Linked DNA regions of Canis lupus: region 1 is linked to region 2. The links are chromatin contacts, called in public Hi-C maps. All regions are on one chromosome and are shown on one strand. The core of a region is the stretch at or near the end of the contact, and the rest is flanking DNA. Distances in the headings are between cores, read along the strand shown.

Evidence for each region. Hi-C and Micro-C count contacts between places; a contact is called where the count stands out from the background.
Region 1: a Hi-C map of blood shows a contact between it and region 2, with 1.7 times the contacts expected there. The contact joins two enhancer-like sites. A contact is called at or near these places in 2 of 9 Hi-C or Micro-C datasets (amygdala and blood).

The regions. Positions count from the first base shown.
Region 1 is chr3:69,674,955-69,677,654 of UU_Cfam_GSD_1.0, reverse strand. No RefSeq gene overlaps it. Among named protein-coding and RNA genes, the nearest start is that of ZNF518B, 15 kb to the left of the region's middle. Within about 2 kb of position 1,379, at least 8 of the 20 cell types and tissues checked have an H3K27ac peak or open chromatin away from gene starts, as enhancers often do. A contact at or near this core is called in blood, where this site is marked.
Region 2 is chr3:69,610,443-69,613,142 of UU_Cfam_GSD_1.0, reverse strand. All of the region lies in intron 7 of CLNK (cytokine-dependent hematopoietic cell linker), which reads right to left. Among named protein-coding and RNA genes, the nearest start is that of ZNF518B, 79 kb to the left of the region's middle. Within about 2 kb of position 1,297, at least 2 of the 20 cell types and tissues checked have an H3K27ac peak or open chromatin away from gene starts, as enhancers often do. A contact at or near this core is called in blood, where this site is marked.

The DNA of each region.
Region 1 (2,700 bases), core at 130-2,629, 64 kb before region 2:
CACACGAAGGGTAAGAGCAGGTGCAAAGACCCTGGGGTGGGCAGAGTTGCCAATGTTTGAAGGAGAGAAGGAAGTACAGTGCGGCCCTAGATCATCCTGGGCACTTCGAAATTGTGATCTTAAGGGGTCATTCACCGGGATTCTGTCAGTGAGGACCCTGTGGCTTGGAGGAAGGTACTCGGCCTCAATGCGCCTAAAGAAAAAGACCAGGTCTCTAACAACCAGGTTTGGAACTTCGGGCTAGTTGCGGGGGAGCGAGGGGGCGGGGCGGACAAAGACTTGTAAACTCAGGCATTTCAAGACAGCATCAACAGGAAACCCTAGAAGTGGCTTTTGTTTGTTTAAAATATTTCAGGCGTATCCAGTAACTTCTTTGAGCCTTTGTTGGCTCACCTGTGAAGGAGGGAGAAAGGCCTCTTTGCTCAGGGTCCCCACGGTCCTATAGGACTACCAAGATACTCAAGCTCCCTGCTCCTCCCATTCCTGGGGCGCAGAGGGAGGAGGCTGCAGAGTCCGAATCCCAATCCCATTATTCTTCTGCGCGGGCTGTGTGACCTTGGGCTAGTTACTGCCCGTCTCTGAGACGCTTTTATCAACTCCAGAGTCGTGCCACCGGGCGGCGCTGCGGGCGGCACTCGCCGGCTCAGCCGCCTCCGGAGCCCCGCGGGACCGCGCGGTGGGGCGGCCGCAGCCGCGAGCAGCGCACCGGGCATGCGCGGCCGGTGGAGCCACTCGAGGCAGCCTGGACGCCTCCCCGCCCCCCGCCCCCCGCCCCGCGGCCGCGACCGGGAGCGCTGCAGTACCGCCGGCGGCCGGTGGCGTCGCTGCGCGGCCGGCCCTGCGGTCCGCGCCTGTAGAGCTCTACCGGCGCGGGCAGCTCGGCGCTCACCTGGCGGCTGGCGCTGCCCGCCCCGCGCCCTCCTCCCGCCGGACTTCTTCCAGGTGTGCTGCTTTGCTCCGGTTTCTGCGAGGCCGCGGGAGCGGCGGGGGTGGAGACGGCGCGCAGGCTAGATCACGGGGGACTCCCTGCCCCCTGCCCGGCCGCGTGCGCTCTCGCGACCAGCGTTTGCAAAGTTGGTATTTAATTTAAGCAAAGGCAGATGCCTACCTGGGGACCAGTAGAGTGGGTCGAGGGGGTTCCTGATGACTCACAGCCTCCCACTCTTGGCGTTTGCCTAGACTGACAAGTCCGCGCGCGCCCCCGCCGCCGGGCTGTTGAGTTCCACCTGCGCACGTGTCGTGTCCGTGTCGTGGCTGTTTTGCTCCTCGCGGACGCGCCAGGGTTGGCATATGCCAGGCCCGAAACAGACCCGGCTTCCATGGCCAGGCCGGCCTGAGCCGCCAGCGTCGCGCCTTGCTTGGACTTGGACCAGGGGGAGCCAAAGCCTGAATAGGACAGGGCGTCCCCGAAGAGGTTCCCGAGGCAGGCGCGAAACGGAGCGCAGAAGGGGAGCGCTCACCGCCGTCAGACGCAGCGTCCGCGGCCCAGCGCGGGATGCGCGGAGCAAGGTAGGGAGTTGGGGGGGGGCGGTGTACCCCAACTCAGGTCGCTCGTGGCTCAGGCTGCGATCTAGCCACATGCAGTGGACGCCCGTGTGTTGAGAAAGGATGGATGAGGGCAGGTAGTTCTAGGCTGCGGTGATAGCCAGCCGCCTCACCTCCCTGCCTCCACCCTCATCCGTGCTGAAGCATCCAGAGCATCCTTCCACAGCGCACACGGCTGGAGCTGGAGCCACTCCCCAGCTGAAGAGTCCTTGCGGGACCTGACCTTCGACAGCATCTCGTCCTGGCTTCTCATTCCTGTGCTCTGCAGCGCTGGTTCCCCCTTGCAGGGCTCATGCATGGGGCTTCTCTTGTCCCACGGTCCTAGCATCTGTTCCTTCTGTCTGGGACATCTCTGGTCTTTCTCCTCTCAGCTCAAACCCCGCCCTTTTTTTTTTTCCTTCGATTTTATTTATTCATGAGAGAGAGAGAGATAGGCAGAGGGAGAAGCAGGCTCCATGCAGGAATCCCGACGCGGGACTCGATCCCGGGACTCCAGGATCAGCCTTGGGCCGAAGGCAGGCGCCAAACCGCTGAGCCCCCAGGGATCCCTGCAAACCGCTCCCCCCCCTTTCTTAGAAGTCTTTCTAACGATTGAATCTCCCACAGCCGTCACCTCCCCGCACCCTAGCTCATCTCTGTGTTTACATTCTTCCTGACAAACTGCAATCATTTGTGTATTTGGGTCTTCTCATTATCCTACACGATCAAAGAAATTATTGGCTTGTCTTGTTCATCTAAGGAGAGGGCCTGGCACTCACCAGACACTCTCTAATGGTTGAGTGCCTACCATCTTGGTTTGAATGACCAGGGCATGAAAGCAGACTTGGAATCCCCAGGTCCAAATATCTACCCTTAACGGTTCCTCTACTCTTTCATTTCTAAGTTTTCTCATCTATGATATGATGAGGGTAATAATAGGATATGAACATTAGATGAGTTAACTTTGTAGAAGACTTAAGAGATGCCCAGATTGAGAGCCCCAGGTGATTTAGCTATTGCATCAGTTAGGACGGGCTAGGTTATACTGTAGCAATGAACAACCTCCAAATCTCAGTGTTTTAAAAAAGACCTAGGTTTATTTTCCACTTATGCCATATGTCCACCATGGATTGCCAAGAACTTGGCTCCTTGACATCAGCCATGCTGACAAAGCAG
Region 2 (2,700 bases), core at 48-2,547:
GAGGGAGAAAGTAGGACCATGAAGACTTCTCCATCTGTCATGCAAGAGAAAAGGGGGAGCGGGTTGGCTGTTTTATAGGCAGATCCCAGAAAGTCTTTCTGGTTAAGTGATGAAAACAGAGGCCCAAGAAAAGTAAGGGAGCCCATCACATGATTGTGAGGGCAGGCGTTTCCCGACAGAGGGAACAGCAAGTGCAAAGGCCCTGAGGTGAGATGAACAAGAAGGAGGTGCGGCTTGAGTGAGTGGTGGTTGTGGAGGTAGGAGAGTGCCTAGATCACCTGCCATCTTATAGGCTATGGTAGGAGCTTTGTCTTTTGGGTACAGTGTTCATGTGTCCTGTGTCTTCATTATAATTTCACATTTTCTGTGGCATCACTTAGTTTTGCCCCCTCACTTAAAAAATCTTGTATATGATATCAGCGACAGCAGCAGAGATTTTGGTTCTATCCGATATGTGTATTAGTAATCATTGGTGCTGTCAAGCTTCACTTGTGCATTGCTTAGATAACTGAAATCCTACAGATTAGCAGGTAAGCGTGAATTTCAGGAATTCTACAAGTGAGAAAACTGGATCAAATAGGCAACGTACCATGTCATCATCAATTCATAAAATCCAACCAGCTTGGTTTTGGGAGGGGGGGTTGCTTAATAAAGTCATAATAGCTCGGGTATTTGGGATAATAGAAGAAGATGAAATATATGGAGTAGAGTTTTTGGAATTTGAATCTTGATTCTGTACCTACTACGGGCAAGAGCATAGCAAGTTCTCAATAAATATTTGTGAAATAAGCAAAAGGATTGAGGGATGGCTGAGTTTTCTCATCTGGAAAAGTGAGAAATAGATACTCACACTCCACTGGAATCTGTGTGTGGGATACATGGGTTAGTGCTTCAGGTATGTGGCCTGTAACTCACAGCCAGTTACTAGCATTATTGTGCAATGGAAAATTAGAGGGGGAATGGCAATCTACTCTCCTTGTGAAGCACACAGATAATCTCAAATGCTAGGAAAACTCCCTATCTGTGACATAAGAAGACACACGCACGGTTTTTCTGTGTGGTCCTTTCCTTCTTGAAATTCAATCAAGTGGGTTTCAGGAGGAGGAGGAGGCTGGCGTGCTCGCCATCTGGTGGCCATCTGTGTAATTAGCACCATCTGCCCACAGAGTGTCCTCATTTGCTCTTGGTCCTGCCACAAGATTGATTCCACTTCCGCCGCAAAATTTATTGCTGCTTCGGAGGTAACGTGGTGAGGTGAGCGCAGCGCGGCTGTAGAACTGATGCACTGGGTTTGACTGTTACCTCTGTAGCTTCTTAGGGAGAAATCGTGAAGAAATTGTCCACCTTGCAGGGTTCTGCGAAGTTAAAGCAAAGCATCCTGGAGAAGAAAGGATCACAAGGCCTATTTGTGGTCTTTGTTTTGCTTTGTTTGCAATGCGGTTGTGAAACACAGCCATTACTGAAAAATAAATGATTTCACGTACACGTTCAGTTCTATCAGAGACCGCCAAACTGTCTTCCAAGTGGCTGTGCTCTTTTGCATTCCCACCGGCGATGTGTGAGCACTCCTGTCCATCTGCATCTTCACCAGCATTTGGGGTTGTGGATTCTGTGGGTTTTGGCCATTCTTATAGGTGTGTGGTACTATCTCATGATTGTTTGAATTCGTCTCCCCCTGGTGATTGATGTATGATGTGGAGTATCCTTCCATAGGCTTATTTGCTATCTGTATATCTTCTTTGGTGATGTGTCTGTTGAGGTCTTTGGCCCATTTTTTAATTGGACTGTTTCTTTTTTTTTTATTGTTGAGCTTTATGAGCTCTTTGTATATTTTGGACAACAGTCCTTTATCAGACGTGTCTTTTGCAGATATTCTCCACAGGGCTGTGATTTGTCTTCTTCTCTTGACATTGTCTTTCCCAGAGCAGAAGTTTGTAATTTTCAGGAAGTCCAGCTCATCGATGATTTGTCTCATGGGTCGTGCCTTTGGTGTTGTTGGCTAGAAAGGTATCACCATGCTCAAGGTCATCGAGGTTTTCTCCTGTGTTATCTTCTAGTTTTATAGTTTCAATTTTTAATTTAGGTCTCCGATCCATTTTGAGTTAATCTTTGTAAAGGAGTAAGGCCTGTGTTTAGATTAATTCCTTTTTCTTTCTTTCTCTCTTTCTCTCTCTCTTCTTTCTTTCTTCCTTCCTTCCTTCCTTCCTTCCTTCCTTCCTTCCTTCCTTCCTTCCTTCCTTCCTTCCTTCCTTCCTTCCTTCCTTCCTTCCTTCTTTCCTTTCTTTCTCTTTCTTCTTTCTTTCCTTCTCCTTCCTTTTTTTTGCAAGAGGATGTCCAGTTGTTCCAGCACTGTTTGCTGGAAGGACAGTCTTTGCTCCATCGGATGACCTCCGCTGCTTTGTCAGAGATCAGTTGACTAAATATGGGTCTATTTCTGGGCTCTCCATTCTGTTCCATTGCTGCGTTTGTTCTTTCACCAATACTGCACTGCCCTGGTTACCAGAGCTTTATAGTATATATCTGGAAGTAGGATAGCGTCAGCCCTTCAAATTTGTTCTCATACTTTTTCCCCCTCAGAGATCTGTTTTTAGATTTACTACCACTTGTGATTTGGTGTTGACACTACTATTAATGAGCTGAGAGACTTAATACAAATTATTTGGCCTCTTTGTGCTTTGGTAACCTCATCTGTGACTTAAA